Regions from separate parts of the Zea mays genome. Here all the other regions are linked to region 2. Evidence: chromatin contacts called from public Hi-C data. All regions are on one chromosome and are shown on one strand. Each heading gives the region's core, a stretch centred on a gene start, on an enhancer-like site or on the middle of the called end of the contact. The rest is flanking DNA. Distances are from core to core; before and after follow the strand shown. Region 1 holds the start of LOC100283951 (nitrilase-associated protein). Region 2 holds the start of LOC100278265. Region 3 holds the start of LOC100382621.

What was found. Hi-C and Micro-C count contacts between places; a contact is called where the count stands out from the background.
Region 1: a Hi-C map of ear shows a contact between it and region 2, with 4 times the contacts expected there. The contact joins the promoter of LOC100283951 here to the promoter of LOC100278265 in region 2. A contact is called at or near these places in 3 of 25 Hi-C or Micro-C datasets (ear, leaf and tassel).
Region 3: a contact with region 2 is called in a Hi-C map of ear, with 2.1 times the contacts expected there. The contact joins the promoter of LOC100382621 here to the promoter of LOC100278265 in region 2. A contact is called at or near these places in 3 of 25 Hi-C or Micro-C datasets (ear, leaf and tassel).

What each region holds. Positions count from the first base shown.
Region 1 is chr10:17,683,331-17,688,063 of Zm-B73-REFERENCE-NAM-5.0, reverse strand. LOC100283951 (nitrilase-associated protein) reads right to left here and starts at 2,846. Exons shown (of 3, transcript NM_001156849.2): 1 at 2,655-2,846; 2 at 633-874. The coding sequence starts at 851.
Region 2 is chr10:17,844,573-17,849,480 of Zm-B73-REFERENCE-NAM-5.0, reverse strand. It overlaps LOC100278265, which reads right to left and starts at 2,348. Exons shown (of 3, transcript NM_001294252.1): 1 at 1,993-2,348; 2 at 1,790-1,857; 3 at 223-696. The coding sequence starts at 2,329. The coding sequence ends at 391. It overlaps LOC100282332, which reads left to right. Exons shown (of 11, transcript NM_001155244.2): 11 at 1-113.
Region 3 is chr10:17,614,982-17,619,724 of Zm-B73-REFERENCE-NAM-5.0, reverse strand. LOC100382621 reads left to right here and starts at 1,965. Exons shown (of 3, transcript NM_001175346.1): 1 at 1,965-2,277. The coding sequence starts at 2,005. It overlaps LOC100284207 (glycine-rich RNA-binding protein 7), which reads right to left and starts at 1,782. Exons shown (of 5, transcript NM_001254914.2): 1 at 1,602-1,782; 2 at 67-184. The coding sequence starts at 175.

The sequences.
Region 1 (4,733 bases), core at 1,597-4,096, 160 kb after region 2:
AATTGAAACAATCGAAGGGACTATCCATCAGAATATTCTAAGGACAGACAAGCAAGCAGGTATATTTAACGCAAATTGCATCAGCATGTGAAGCACAAGTTTGGAAGTTTGGATTACTGTAAAGCACAAGTAAATTGTAAACCCACAAGTAGAACTCTTGTTAAATTACCAAAGCTCAACACATACCAACAGACAACAGAGATTATTCTGGCTGGCACTAATGACATACTATAGGATTAACAACCATGATTCCGATAAAATGCTACAAGTATTTATTGTCATAATGTCAAATACCAGGCTCTTATAACTGCAAATGATTTAGTATGACTTCATCTACCACAGAGAAGAAGGGCAAACCATAGAAGTACAACAAGGTGAGATCAGTAGAGAGAACTTGTCATCATAACCATGTTCCATGTCATATTAATGTAAATACAGAACACAGCACCGTAATCATATTATGAAGGGTGCTTCTTGCAGCAAAACCTAAACAAGTACTTCTAGATCATAGGCTAAGAACAAACTATGAATGAGAGCAAGTATAAACTTTTTCTTGCTCCACCTGCACAGCACTCAACTGGTGCTCCAAAATAGCATAATCAAAATGTTCACAGGTGTCATTGGATACTGACCGTAAGGAAATTTCCACAGTTCTGGCCTTCAGATCTTTTGTAATTGTTTGATTTACTACTTTGAATACCAGCAGCGATATCTTTTAGTCTCTCTGCAGAGGATGGAGGAGTTGGCTTTTGAACTGGTGCAGGCTTCTCAAATGATTTTGGAGCTTCGTCACTGCCAAAGAGATAGCCCAAGGAACTCTGACCACCCCCACTGCTAATACCACGACCCATCTTATCGAAGTTATTCAATTAATCTGCAAAATTAGTTTCAAATGCTGAAAGTGTTATCCCCAGAGGAAGCAAAAAGCTCAAGCAGCACGCAGCACAATAATAATGTTCCAAAAGACACATCCATGCTTAAAATAACCAAAAGAAGTTCCACTGGTGCTCTTTTATTTGTAGCTACAAACACTTTACCGTAGAGCTGTTCTGTTGTCAGCATCTAGTGTGACTCGATTTCCTAAGGGCGTCCCCAACACACCTAGCTGTCCTGCTGCCCCAATTTCCATGTCAGCACACCAAACGGTAGTGTTGCAGGGTGTAAGAAGGACCTGCAGAAGCAGCATAGGCCTCAACTGACAGAAGGCCGAAGCACCAGCCAGGGCTCGCGTCGTGGGACCACGTCAAGAAGAGAACAACAGCAAACCAAGGAGATGGTGGACATGGAGCAGCAACTAACAGCAAATCAGTCTCCATCCATGGCTTCCGGCCAACGATGCCAGCAAATCGTACATGTCGGCAACGATAACCACAAGAATTTGGAAGAAAGGGCTAGAGCAGTTCGTCGACTCAACAAGGTCAATCCCAGCGAGGTGCGCAGGTCAAGGACCCAATGGCCAGCAGTGAGCCAGCTCCGCAGAGGATAATTGGAGTAGTATCTACCGGAGAGGATATGAAGGGATAGACATATTTTACATGTTAGAAGCCTAATTAAGTGGCTGCATGATTGATTGAAGGTGTCGGTGGGGCAGATTTGACTGGAATTTGGTGGGGATTGGTGCTGATCTAAAGCTTGCAAGAGCATGGGAAGCTGCAACTGCAATGGGGAAAGCAATATGTATGGTGGGACCAAGAAAAAAGGTACTGGCCGGGCCGTGCTCGCGTTGTATATGGAGTCGAGAGCAGCCTATCTGTCCGCGTCGCGAGTCCAGTGGTGTCAAACGAGTGTCCTCATCTATCTAAGTGGAGAATGAACTCAAATTGAGGCTAAAAACGCTGTTAGCTTGCATTGCTCGTGACCAAAGCTAAGAGGCACGTCTGCAATAACATAATACACATACAATGATTGCATATGGGTAGGCACATATTTTAAGCAATGTCGTTGAACCACCTACAGGGAATAATAAACTAGTGCCACACAAGCTTTGTTCAATTATTGGTTAAGAGAGAAGTGCTGCGCAGCTAAAGAAACTGGTCGGGTCCTATTGATGTATCCACCTCAACTCCCTCCTGATGGGTAGGTAAGTCACTGATAGCTGCAGCAAACAACAAATGATGACCTATAGAATTTCCCATCTATAGTGACACACGCAAGGCCAATTGGGCAACGGCACTGTTCCAACATGAATTCCATTCGCCGTGACACCGACAAGAGAAAACCTTACACACAAAAAGCAACTCAATATGCGGTGTACTACACAAATTCAGAAACAGATTCAGCGAATCTCTGAGCCTAATCCCGAATCCACGACAGGTAACTATGGCAAAGCCATCAACAGATCCCCGCCAAATCTTCAGGTTTGGGATCTGAATCCGCGTACTGCGAGCCCAGATCACAGCGTCTAGGCAGAGGCGATGCTCCAAGGCCGACACATTCCGTAGACCTCGAGCAACACATTCAGGCGAAGATCCTACCCCCATTCCCCCGATCCACAACAGCGAGAACCCGCGCACTGTGCCGCAGCACCAGGCAGGCCGTCCTAGTTAGACACGGAACTGCTGGACTCCGCGCCTAGAAATTCGAAATAAATTTCTACCGGATCGCGCGAATGGCGCGGGCCAACGCACGGGGTCAGATTTGGCAAGGGTACGCACCTTCGTCGCCGGATCCGGGAGGACGAGGCGGGGGAACCCGCGGCCACCACTGCTCGCTGCCCAGGAGAGGATGGCACGGAGCCACGGACCGCGGAGGGCCTCCCCTGGTTGGCTGCAACGTCTTATTTTAGAGGGTGGAGGTGGAGGAGGAGCTTGCGTTGCACACCCTCAGGTATTGATTTCATCGTCGTTACCTTTTTTGACATTGACAAAGTAACCGCCCAAATGGTGATGGATGGTTTACTACAGGGGCAGGTAGGTAGAGGTAGGGGTGCATATGCTTCCCTTAAAAAACTAAAACCAATGATTTCATTTTTTTACTATTACTATATATACACATTCAATGATATAGGTGGTAGGTAAGGGTGCAAATACATTTCCTAAAAAAACTAAAATCAATGGTTCCAATTAAATTTATAATTTTACTATATATATATATATATATATATATAAATAAATTATATGATATAAGGCTCTATTTCAATCTCAAGAGATAAACTTTAGCAGCTTTTTTAGCTACTTTTAGCCATTTGGTGATCTAAACATGAGAGCTAATGATGGTGTGATAAAATTTAGCACATATTATCTCATATGCTGCTCAAGGGGTGCTTAAAGGAGCTAAATGTGGACCAGGGAACCCCATTTTCCACCAATACCCTCTAACCTCATTCTCTCTCCGCATTAGGAGCATGAGTGTCTTTTTATTTCAATATGCTAAACTTTATTAGAGTAGTCTAAACACCCCAAGGAGCTAAACTTTAGCATTTCAATTCATATAGCTAAAGTTTAGTAGGAAACTAAAATTTATCCCGTGAAATTGAAACAGGGCCTAAGTCTATGCACCACAAGGTAGACACATCTCTGATTTGATTTTGCGGAGTGTGTGTACCACATCGACAAATCACAACAGCTTGGATCGAGTACGATGTGCTTATATGAGAAGCACACGTACTCTAATTTGCTTAAACTTCGCTAGTGATTTACAAATTATTACAATGACATCAATTTATGTGGCTTTAGTGAAAATTAGTTGTTTGAATGGTTAATAATATTTTGGTGGATTGATTTTAATATGGTAGAACCTTTTCGATTGATTCGTCAATGCATATTTAGATTGTTATGTTTGTTAGTTTTTGTTGGGACCTCTCGAAATTTTGAAAGAACAACAATAGGATAACATGATTAAGTTGTTAGATCCCCTACTTTGGAGAAGGAAGGTCGTGTAAGGATCATTTACCCTCATTATCAATCGATGATTAAAATTCTTCTCCCTCGATTATCCTTATGTGAGACAAGCAATGATTTAAGGAAAAGCATTTGTCGTAAGACAAGGTATGATTCAGGTATAAATGAATGAATAGCAAATACATATATGAATAATGGTAAGAACTTGGATAACAGAATTAAACCATATGCTTAATGTTAACTCGAGATGATACAGATTAAATATTCCACGAATGGCGACCATTCTTGTGGTCGCACTATTCACCTATTTATTTGGATCCATTTCCTATACAATCTTATGTACAATTAGATTTTAATCGCTCCCTCTCACGTAGAAATGTTTCACATTTAAGAGTGTATATTTTCATCATTTTACTATATTGACATGCCATAGCACTGGTTATTGTTATAGATTTAGTCTTTGTATCCTCAGCAGGCGGGTCTTTAACATATTGTGTAACACCCTAAATTTAGGGGTATAAAATTTATTTCCTAATATCCACCATATTTAGGTGTTACTCTCTACTTTCTTTACTTTTCTTCTCTTTTTCCAAAAATGGAGAATTATTTTGTGTTATATTGGCATAAACATAATGGAATGAGCCCTAGAGGCGCTTTGGTTGTTGCATTCATGTCGTTGCACGGTGTTTCTAAGTGCAAAATATGATTGAAACATGTTAGTTTATCCTATAGAAGCACTTGGTAGATTTTCATATTTTTGGAGTATTTTTCTATTTTCCAGAAACCAAAATCTATTTATTTGAGGTAATTAATAATGTTTTTAGAAACTCTAAGTATGTTTTTGAGTTCATTAGGAGCCAAAACATTTATAGGAATTTTTCTGGAATTTTTGGA
Region 2 (4,908 bases), core at 1,099-3,598:
ACTATCTGGAAGTGATGTGATTTGTTTTGGTAAGTCGAACGATATAGATTTATCTGTGTTTCATGCGAAATGCACTTAATCTTGGTTGTTGATCAATTCATTAGCTTTTCTCAGCTCGTCTACACCTACTTATCAAGCTGTTCATCTAGGTATCCAATTCCTTGACTGTTGTGATGCTATCAGAGTACAATGGAAGTCTTATGGATGGCACACAACTCCAAGTTATGCTGCTTGATTTTTATTGCAAAAACGCAATCCATGATATCATGTCAGTTCTAAAACAGCAACAAAACACAGCCCACAGCAATCTACTGCATTAATTATTATTTTTGCGGCCCATAAATACTATGCCTATAAACCTGAGCCACTCCGTTCGCTATTCCACTATAGTCAAGCCAGGAGCCAGAAATCCCTCTGCCGCCTGGTGGTGATGAGGTAGCCGCCCCCTCGCCGGCTCTTGCGCCGGACGGCCAGCGCCATGCACGCCGCGTGCTGCACGCAGTAGTCGGCGGCGCTGGTGTAGCCGCCCCCGCCCCCGCCCTTGACGCCGGCGATCCACATGGACAGCAGCCGCCACGTGACGGACCGCTTCTTCTGCCCCACGACGAGGAGCGAAACGCCCTGCTTCCTCGCCGCCTCCACTATCGCCGGCCCCCGGTCCTTGCCGCCCTCCGCCAGCGAAAGTTCCACGCACACCTGGCAGAACAAACACATTATCAGCAGCTTGCATTGGGCACACAGGAGCCAGGAGGCATCCTCCAAGTCAAGCTGGAAATGGGGTGGGGGGACATGATCGATCCTGTCTAGGACGACATGCCTGTACCCCTTTGATGATTAGCACATGCTGCCCCCCCGCTCCCGTTGTTAGCTGTCTGATCTTTGCTTGCGATGGCAGCTCTGTGCTGTTGGCATCTCTCTTTCCCCTTTGATCTGACAGTAACAGGGCCCGCCCCTCTTTTCTTTGCACTGTTTCTGTTTGACATGGAACGAACGCCATGTCTCGTGGGCGTTCCAACGACCTACCACCTGTATGTCTCTATTTATACGGGAATTTCCATCTGCTAACTCACTGCTCGATGGACACTTCTTCGTCTATATATGGTACCCAAAGGTTAAAAAAATGCCATGGAGTGACCCTCCTGAGGTGTCGGCAAAGAGTTTTACAGCATCAGATTCAGAGATCTGTGATGTCACTCCACATTACTCCAGCAACGAAAGGTACAGTCTTGGACGTTTCCACGAATCGCACGGATCAGTAAACAGTGGTCCTTGTTTGGAAACACCACTGTTTACTGATTAGGCAACACGATAAGTATCTGTCAAGAATACTTGTTATCGTAGGTACGCAGACATGCCATGCGTCAACAACTGAATCTTACTATCGTACATTAATTGGATTCTGTTGCATGTACGCACCAAAGAGAACGCAACTTGTTCAACACATACTACTTGTTGTACCATCCCAAAGAGGTCAATTATTTGGGAGGAGGAAGGACCAGGGTACAGTTATTATGGGCTATGGGATGGATGCCATCAGATCAGGGACTCGACAGTCGCTAAGCCATTGAATGCGTACCAGTTGTAGCTTTGGAACGCCAACATCAATGCCAATCTTAATCTTTGACGTCACATTTAGTTAGGTGATGTTTGAATGCACTAAAACTAATTAGCTAAAAAAATTGCTAGTGTAATCAGCTAGTTAAATATTAGTTAATTTGCTAAACAATATCTCATATCTAAACTATTAGCTAGAGGATGTCTTCAGCTAATTTTGGTGCTGGTTAGTTACCTCTGGTCTCTTGGCCTGGCAGATGCTCCTCAAGGCCTCCAGGTGCGGACTCCCTCTCGGATCGCGTCCTGATCGAGACGACCACGCAACAAAAACAAGGAAGAGCCATCTCCCTCTGTTTTCAAGCACGCGACGGAGCCTGTACTGTAACCAGCAGGACTTAAAATAGATGGTTATTGGTCACACGCAGCTTACGCACGTACGGTTCTTGCCGCTGGCGACGTCGAGCAGGACCACCGTGTCGCAGGGCCGGACGGCGTGCGACAGCGCCCACTGCAGCGCCGTGCGGGCCTCCTCGCCGCCGCCGTCCGCCGCCGCCACCATCACCTTCCTCCCCACGACGACGGCCTCTGCGCTGCCCTTCTCGTTAGCCTCCTCCCACTCGTCCTTTTGCTTGCCATCCTTTAGGGACCTGCTCTCTCCGCCGCCGCCGCCGCCGCCGTCGTCCTTGTTGGCGCATATCGATGGAGGCGCGGCGGTGGACGCGGTGCCGCCGGACCTGATCCGGTGGAGGCAGAAGGAAGAGAGCGGCCTGGACATGGAGGATGCTCGCTCGTTTGCAGGGCGAGTGTGTGTGAGTGAGCTTATTATTCAGCGCTCTCAGTCTCAGGTGAAGAGAGAGGGCAGAGTGCCAGAGTGGCATGGCGCAGACCAATTAGTACCGGCTGGCATGTGGGCCCGGCGCAAGTGTAGGGGCAAAACCGTAAGAAGTACTCGGCGAACTGGTCAATGATCAATTTTACGTTGGCTGGTGGGTGGTGAGACTGGTGACTGGTGCGTGCGCCTTTTCTTTTCATTTAGCTATATTCTATGCATTTTTGCCTTTCCCAGCTGATGAGGGGGCCTCATGCAGCAGGCCGTTCCCAGCTGTGCGACGAAAATCATCAGGTGAATTTGGTACTAAATTACATTCAGTTAACCACAGTTGAATTGATTAATTAACATACCGACCCCTTTATAATAATAAGCTGAGCACAGCATCATGCATGCCCAATAAACAGATCTTTACACAATAATTTAACAGATTTACCATCATATATATGTACACATTATCTAAACCTGAAATTTCAAACGTGTGCTGTCTATATATTTCTTTGGTACGTAATCCCTATATATCAAACAAATCATGCACTAATTTAGGGCATTATTCTGTCAGTCAATCATCATGGCCCACACACGGATCTTAGCTTCAAATAAATCCTTATCTTATCCTAGCCTTTTTTGTTTGGCCAGAAAGGGCTGGCAGTGTGGCATGATTTGGTGACAAAAATGCAGGCATGTTTTGACAGTGTGTGTGTCCTCATCATTGCCATCTACATCAATATATAAATATATATATGTGTGTGCACATATTCCGTTTGTCTGCGTTAATTACATCACCGACAAGGCCGGCACAGCTCTGGGCTTGTTGCTATGCGTGCACTCATGACAGCACCATAGTACACGGGTCCTCATCTGGTGGGTTTCTTTGTGATCGATAGATAGCCGTGATAGTACGTAGTGTGGTTTTCTTTTGAACAAAAGTTGCATTTTGATAGCGGCATCATGATGGCACTTTTCACATAAGAGTCAGATGTGGCACTAGAAGATGGACATTTGAATTGTGTTGTGCCACTTTTAGGCTCTGTTTGTTTTTTCTCATAGATTATATATAAACTGGATTCTAGTAGAATAATAGTAGGAAAAATATTACTTTAGAACCATAAATAAGCTAGGTTCCAAAATAATATTTTATCTACCTATCCTTTCATCATAATCCAATTTATATAATTTAGAAGGGAAATAAACATATCGTTAGCATAAAAGAGAGAGCGGCTAGGTTGTAATCATCATCAACAACCCCAGGGTTCCACTTACATGACTATGATGTAGAAGTCGTTCTTGAAGTTCATTCATCAATGCATGTTTTCTTGTTTTTTTTTTGGTTCAAAATAGCTTCGTTCCTTCATAATAGAAAAAGAACTTCGTTCTATACATGCTCGCAGGAAACAGACCTCTCTCTATATATATAGTTTTTTTATTGAATTCTTTGTGATGACATCTTGAGTCCTTAACAAGCATTTGCTCACACTACCATGCATGCCAAATGTCAGCATCAGCCTATAATTTATTTCGGCAAAGACCTGGCAAATAATTTCAGTGACTAGCTAGGGTCTAGAGAACCGATAAGCCAAGGTAACGGCAATATATATAGTTATCATGGATCATCTAGGACTGTTGTCGAACTTCGTTTTTTTATTAGGCCCCGTTTGTTTCCTTTCATTTTGAGAAATTAGAATCTTACTAATGGAATAGGCTATTTTTTTAGAATGTGACATTCCACTACTTTCCAAAGTTATCATATTAGCCTATCTCAAATTCATGGGGTGAGAGATGGAAATTGATTCTATAGATTTACATACTATTTTTCCGATGCACAACTTATAGCACACTCTTCTACTTGCTTCGATATAACATAAATGTAGTATATAACTATCTCTCTCATATGATTTAGGATAATATTCAAATATATTACATATATAAATATATGAACTTAATTAGTTTTGTCCAAATTATAGTTATTAAAATGGAATTCAATTCCAACGAAACAAACGGGGCCTTAGGGTTATTAGGGGCTGTGTACATCCGTTTACTGTCTTTTGGTTTTTGAGGAATTGAAATCTACTTAAATGACTACACTATTTGAATTGAAATTTAACATTCTACAACCTTTAAAGTTCATAACCCTTAGCTCAAGGGCAGACGTTTTTTCTTAACGATCTTAATCCTTAACCCTAATGCCAAATATGAGTATTAAATATAGTCTAATTACAAAAATAATTATATAGACTAAATAATGATATAAAAAATTTAAGTCTAATCTATCATCAACAAATATTTACTGTAGCATCACATTAGCAAATCATGGAATAATTAGGGAGCGTTTGGGAGAGCTTTCACAGCTCTGCTCCCAGCGAGAATCACTTCTAGAAGAGCCATTGGCAATTTTGCCATTATCATTTGTGGGCTTCGCCAGTATGCCATCGGACCCACAAATCATAGACACAGACGGTCCCACCAGTCATAGACACGGGATGGCATAATAACAGGCAGCCAAATTTGAGAGTGGCAAAACAGCA
Region 3 (4,743 bases), core at 716-3,215, 230 kb after region 2:
ATCAGGAAACTATACAAGGACAAAGAACTTTGAGAAAGCAGATACAAATTATAAACAGGCTAGAACCTCCAACAAAAAGCTTGGATGATGACATGCATCTGATTGCTTGGTAGACAGACATATTTGAACTCGTAGCATTCTTGAGCAGACCACCAAGCTTATTAGCTAGCATCATTGTGCCTAACTGCAACAGGGCAAGATTCTGAGATATCAACAGATAATCCAATACACATCCAAAATGGAAAGGGCAGGTCATGTAAATTTAACTATTTGTCATATTTATGGATGGCGGCCCTAAACCATGAGTCAATGACAGCTGAGTCACTGACATGTCATTTTGTGTGCCAGCCACCCCATAAAGATGGTAAAAAATAGGTTGTCCTAAGTTCACCACGAATAAATGTTCTAATCAGACATAACTAAATGAACGGCTACCTTACAATTGGTAGAAAAAGTTTACTGCAATAGTTATAGTTTGTAAGAGCATCTCCAACAACGTAATCTATAAAAATGCCCTATAATTTAAAAATGAGTATATTTTATAGAATTTAGGGCACCAACAAAACATTCCGCTCGAATAGTAAAGCATCAAATCTAGATTATAGTACAGCACACTACGGTATAATTTTTTAACCAAATTTTATTAAATGAGGCACGGAGTAGTTTTTACTACATAGAGCCTCATATTTTTCAATTTAAGGCACAAATTTGAGGCATCGTTGGAGATGCTCTAACAGGCATTGATACCAAAGGGGCAATAAACAGTTGCCCACCATCTTGTTATAACAGAGGATGAAGGAAACATGCACCACTGCCTTGCTTGAAGCATAAAAAATGTGCTCAATATTTAAAAAAAACATAACTGTAGCGAGGATTCAAATTTCAAGTATAAACAGAGGCACTACTGTATGATGATAGTAATGGAGATGGTCATTAATTTTGACATGGTAACAAAATAAAAAAAAGTTTTCATAACACTGATCTGAGAATTTATTATTCATGGGGACATGGATATTGAGTGCTGTGGCATCAAGAAATAGACTAAGAAACAGCAGAAGCTTGGGTGTTAAACAGTAGTTGACTACAGCTACCTAATATACACCATTTAAACATTCTAATCGAAGGAAAACAAAACGAAAACATTCCATGTGCACCATAAAGACCCATACAACATGTGGACCAAATGGCTACAAACGTAAAAGGATGCTAGAAAAACACGCCGCGAGTAAAGTAGAGCAGCGTACTAATAGGAAGTTAATCACACATCGTAGAAGTTCGGAACCACGAAACCGAGCGATGAAGACGAAAAAAATGCGGGGATCCAGGTAAACCCTAACCACCGAGCCGTGCACGAGCGCGAACCACCATAAACGACCTACGTCCAAACTAACAATACACGAAATCATAAACACTAAAACACACTACTTCTACTCCCCAATCGCCCCCAACGAGTTAACGACGCAAGGAAACGAAAAGGACACGGATCGCCAACGCTAGCGGCATGGGGCGCATCATCCCGACGGGTAGCATCAACACGATGGAAAAACAGGCTGAAACAATAAATCGAAAATATATATAGCTACTAGGGTTTAAGCGCGCACCTGAGAGACGGAGGGGAACGAGGAAAGGGGTTTAGGGGCCGCGGTACGAAAGGCGGCGGCGGTGGCGGACGCTGGTGATGAGGGGAGGCGGTGGGCAAGGATGGTGATATAGGGCTCCTGGGAGCCACGCGGCCGTCCGATGGGCTCAAGCAATCAGCTGTCCATTCGATCCTTGCTATTCAACTGCTGCGGCGTGGGGGACGGATATTTTTTAGGCGGGGGTTACGCGTAACGTCGATGGCATGTGGGGTCTACATACGAGTTGATCGCAGTGTCAGTGTCAGTGGCTGGGCGGTGAGGCCGTGTCTCCCGGTCTGCAGTATCGGGCAAGCCTACGGGCCCAAACGGAAAAAGAGGACCTGAGCCGACTCCGCCGAGGTCGGTGGCGGCGGCGGCGGTGAGCATGGCCGCGCAGAGGGAGAAGTCCGCGGCCGTCGCGGTCGGCCCAGCACACGGCGCTGCGGTATCGGGGTCTCCTTCTCCTTCGTCCTCATCCGGAGGCCCGGCGGCGGCGTCCTCGTCGGGAGAGCGGTGGAGCGCCGCGATCGGGAACCTGGGGGAGCTCGGCGCCAACGTGGACGCGCTGCAGAAGATGCTCGGGCGGAAGGCTGTCTTCGTCGACGATGACATCTTCTCCAAGGCCTCCCTCGCCGCCGACCAGGCCCGCACCATTAAGGTATATACATACGTACTGTCCAGTCGTTGCTGCATCAGGCTATCAGCCCCTGTGGTTGTCCTCCCCTCTCTATGCTCGGCATCCGGGTTCAGCCGATGCCCCTCCCTGAAGGGCCGAGCGCGTAGATTCGGTCGCCTTCACTTTAATTGTGGAATTCACTGCTCATAGAGCAAGAGGGGATCTTGAGCTGGGTGTGATTTTGAGTGCTTCAATGTGATTCAGTTTTGTGCGACCTTGTGCCTCTTTGGCATAGGCTTGTCGAGCTAGGTAACTCTTCCTCATACAGTGACATGAAACTGGCTGGCCTTTTGTGGAACAGAAATTTTGATTTGTACAAAATCGGAATTCAGAAGTTGGTAAACTGGAATGCAAAAGATGGTACTTTGTGTTCCACTTTCGCAAATCGGATTCTTTGTTTATTGTGGTTCCACGAGACTGTGTTAGACTTTATACATCCAAAGGCGAGGACGAGGTTGCTGTTTTACTGCAATGAGCCAGCATCAGTATGATACGAGTGTAGTGTTATAAAGATAAATGTGAGCGGCTTGGACCTAAGCTATTGATCCAGTGACTTGAGGAATTAACACAAAAAAAAGACGGGGAACTTATGTGATGTGCCCATGTAGTGTTTACGAATTTATGTTCACTCAAAACTAGTTCCTTTGGACTTCCCGTATTTTCTCAATTTGGAGATATGGAAGACAGAATAACATAATCCTCACAAACAAAAGTTCATGTTATGCTGCTACGAGTTATTATTATGTGGTAACTTTGTACTTTTAGGTATGTTTGTCTTATGTTTTTTTTACAATAAGCTAAGAGTAGGAATAAGGAGTAAGAAAAAGTCTTGGACTTTGCGGTAGGTTTTAACCTGTTCGTAGCCAATAGTTTCTTTAGAAAGAGAGAATCTTATTTAGTGACCTATAGTAGTGGTCAACGTTCTAGTTAGATTGACTTTGTCTTCACAAGAAAAAAGGATAAACAAGTATGATTGGATTGTAAAGTGATACTTGAGGAGTGCGTTGATGCATGCCCGTAGGGATAAAAAAAACAAGATTACGTCCTGCTCGCCACCTCCGGTTGGGCCGTTGCAGAGTGCGCGGTGACGACCCGCTAGTGATGGAGGGCTAGGGTTCGTGGATTTTTTTGGACGGGATCATGTTTCTGTCTCTTCTTAATATAATATCGGGGGCGGTCTTTCCCTCCCTGGCTGAGTTTTTTTATTGTGGAATTAAGTTGATGAGCTACACTATAAAGGTATGTGAGAGAGTTATTGAGCATTGTCTCAGATGAATAACGAGGATCTATATAAACCAATTTGGCAAGTGATGGAGGAAGAACCTACACAGTGTTCAGCGACTTGGAGAATGGTTATGATAAATTAACAAGAAATGTTATGTGGTGGGGTTTTAGACAAACGTAACGTTCCAACAAAATATCTTGGACTCAACAAGGATATGAACAACAATGTTGTGACTAGTGTGCAAACAAGTGATGAGGATACGAATGATTTCTCGCATATAATAGGACTATATCAAGAGTAATTTTTAAGCCCTTACCTTTTTGCCTTGGTGATGGATGAGGTCACAAGGAACATACAATGGGATATACCTTGGTGTATGCTTTTTGCGGACTATGTAGCGCTAGTTGAGGAAAGTTGGGCGGAAGTAAATAGGAAACTAGAGTTGAGGTAGGAGACTGAAGTTTAAAGGTTAGACACAATAGAACTAAAATCGTATACATGAGATGTGGCTTCGGCATTACTACACCTGAGGAAGATGTTAGTTTGGAAGGTCAAGTAGTGAGCACGAGTGATGGGATATTGATGAAGATGTTAGCCATAGAATCAAAATAGGGTGGAGGAAGTGGCACCAAACATCTAGCCAGAATGTGATAAGACGATACCACATAAGCTAAAAGGTAAGTTTGGTAGGACGACGATTAGACCTGCCATGTTGTATGGTGCAAAATATTGTCCTACTAAAAGATGTCATGTTGAGTAGATAAGTGCTGCAAAAATTTGTATATTGTGTTGGATTTGTGGTCATACAAGAAGGGATTGAGTCTGGAACCATGATAAATGATGTGAATTTGTCGACATCTCAAAATGAAACACGTCAGAACAATATGGTTATTGATTTACATCATTCTTCGACAAATGGGAGAAGGAAGGTTAAGAAAGTGTCTGTAATCAATTCAATGAGATTGCAAAGTCATTAGTAAATCCAGATGCAAAATGATACGAGATGAAGTAAACTTCATACAGACAACAAGCTTTGACTATTTCTATTGACAATAAAATATCTTTTGGTCACTATAAACAACAACCCATATTTATGAAATGTATAAAAGCTTTGTTTCTTTATATCTTCAGAAGCTCTCTGCTACAGGTGCAGGTTACAAATGACCGATCCTTGTAGCGGCAGCACTATTCATCTATTTATAGGGTCAGACTGGTATACATTT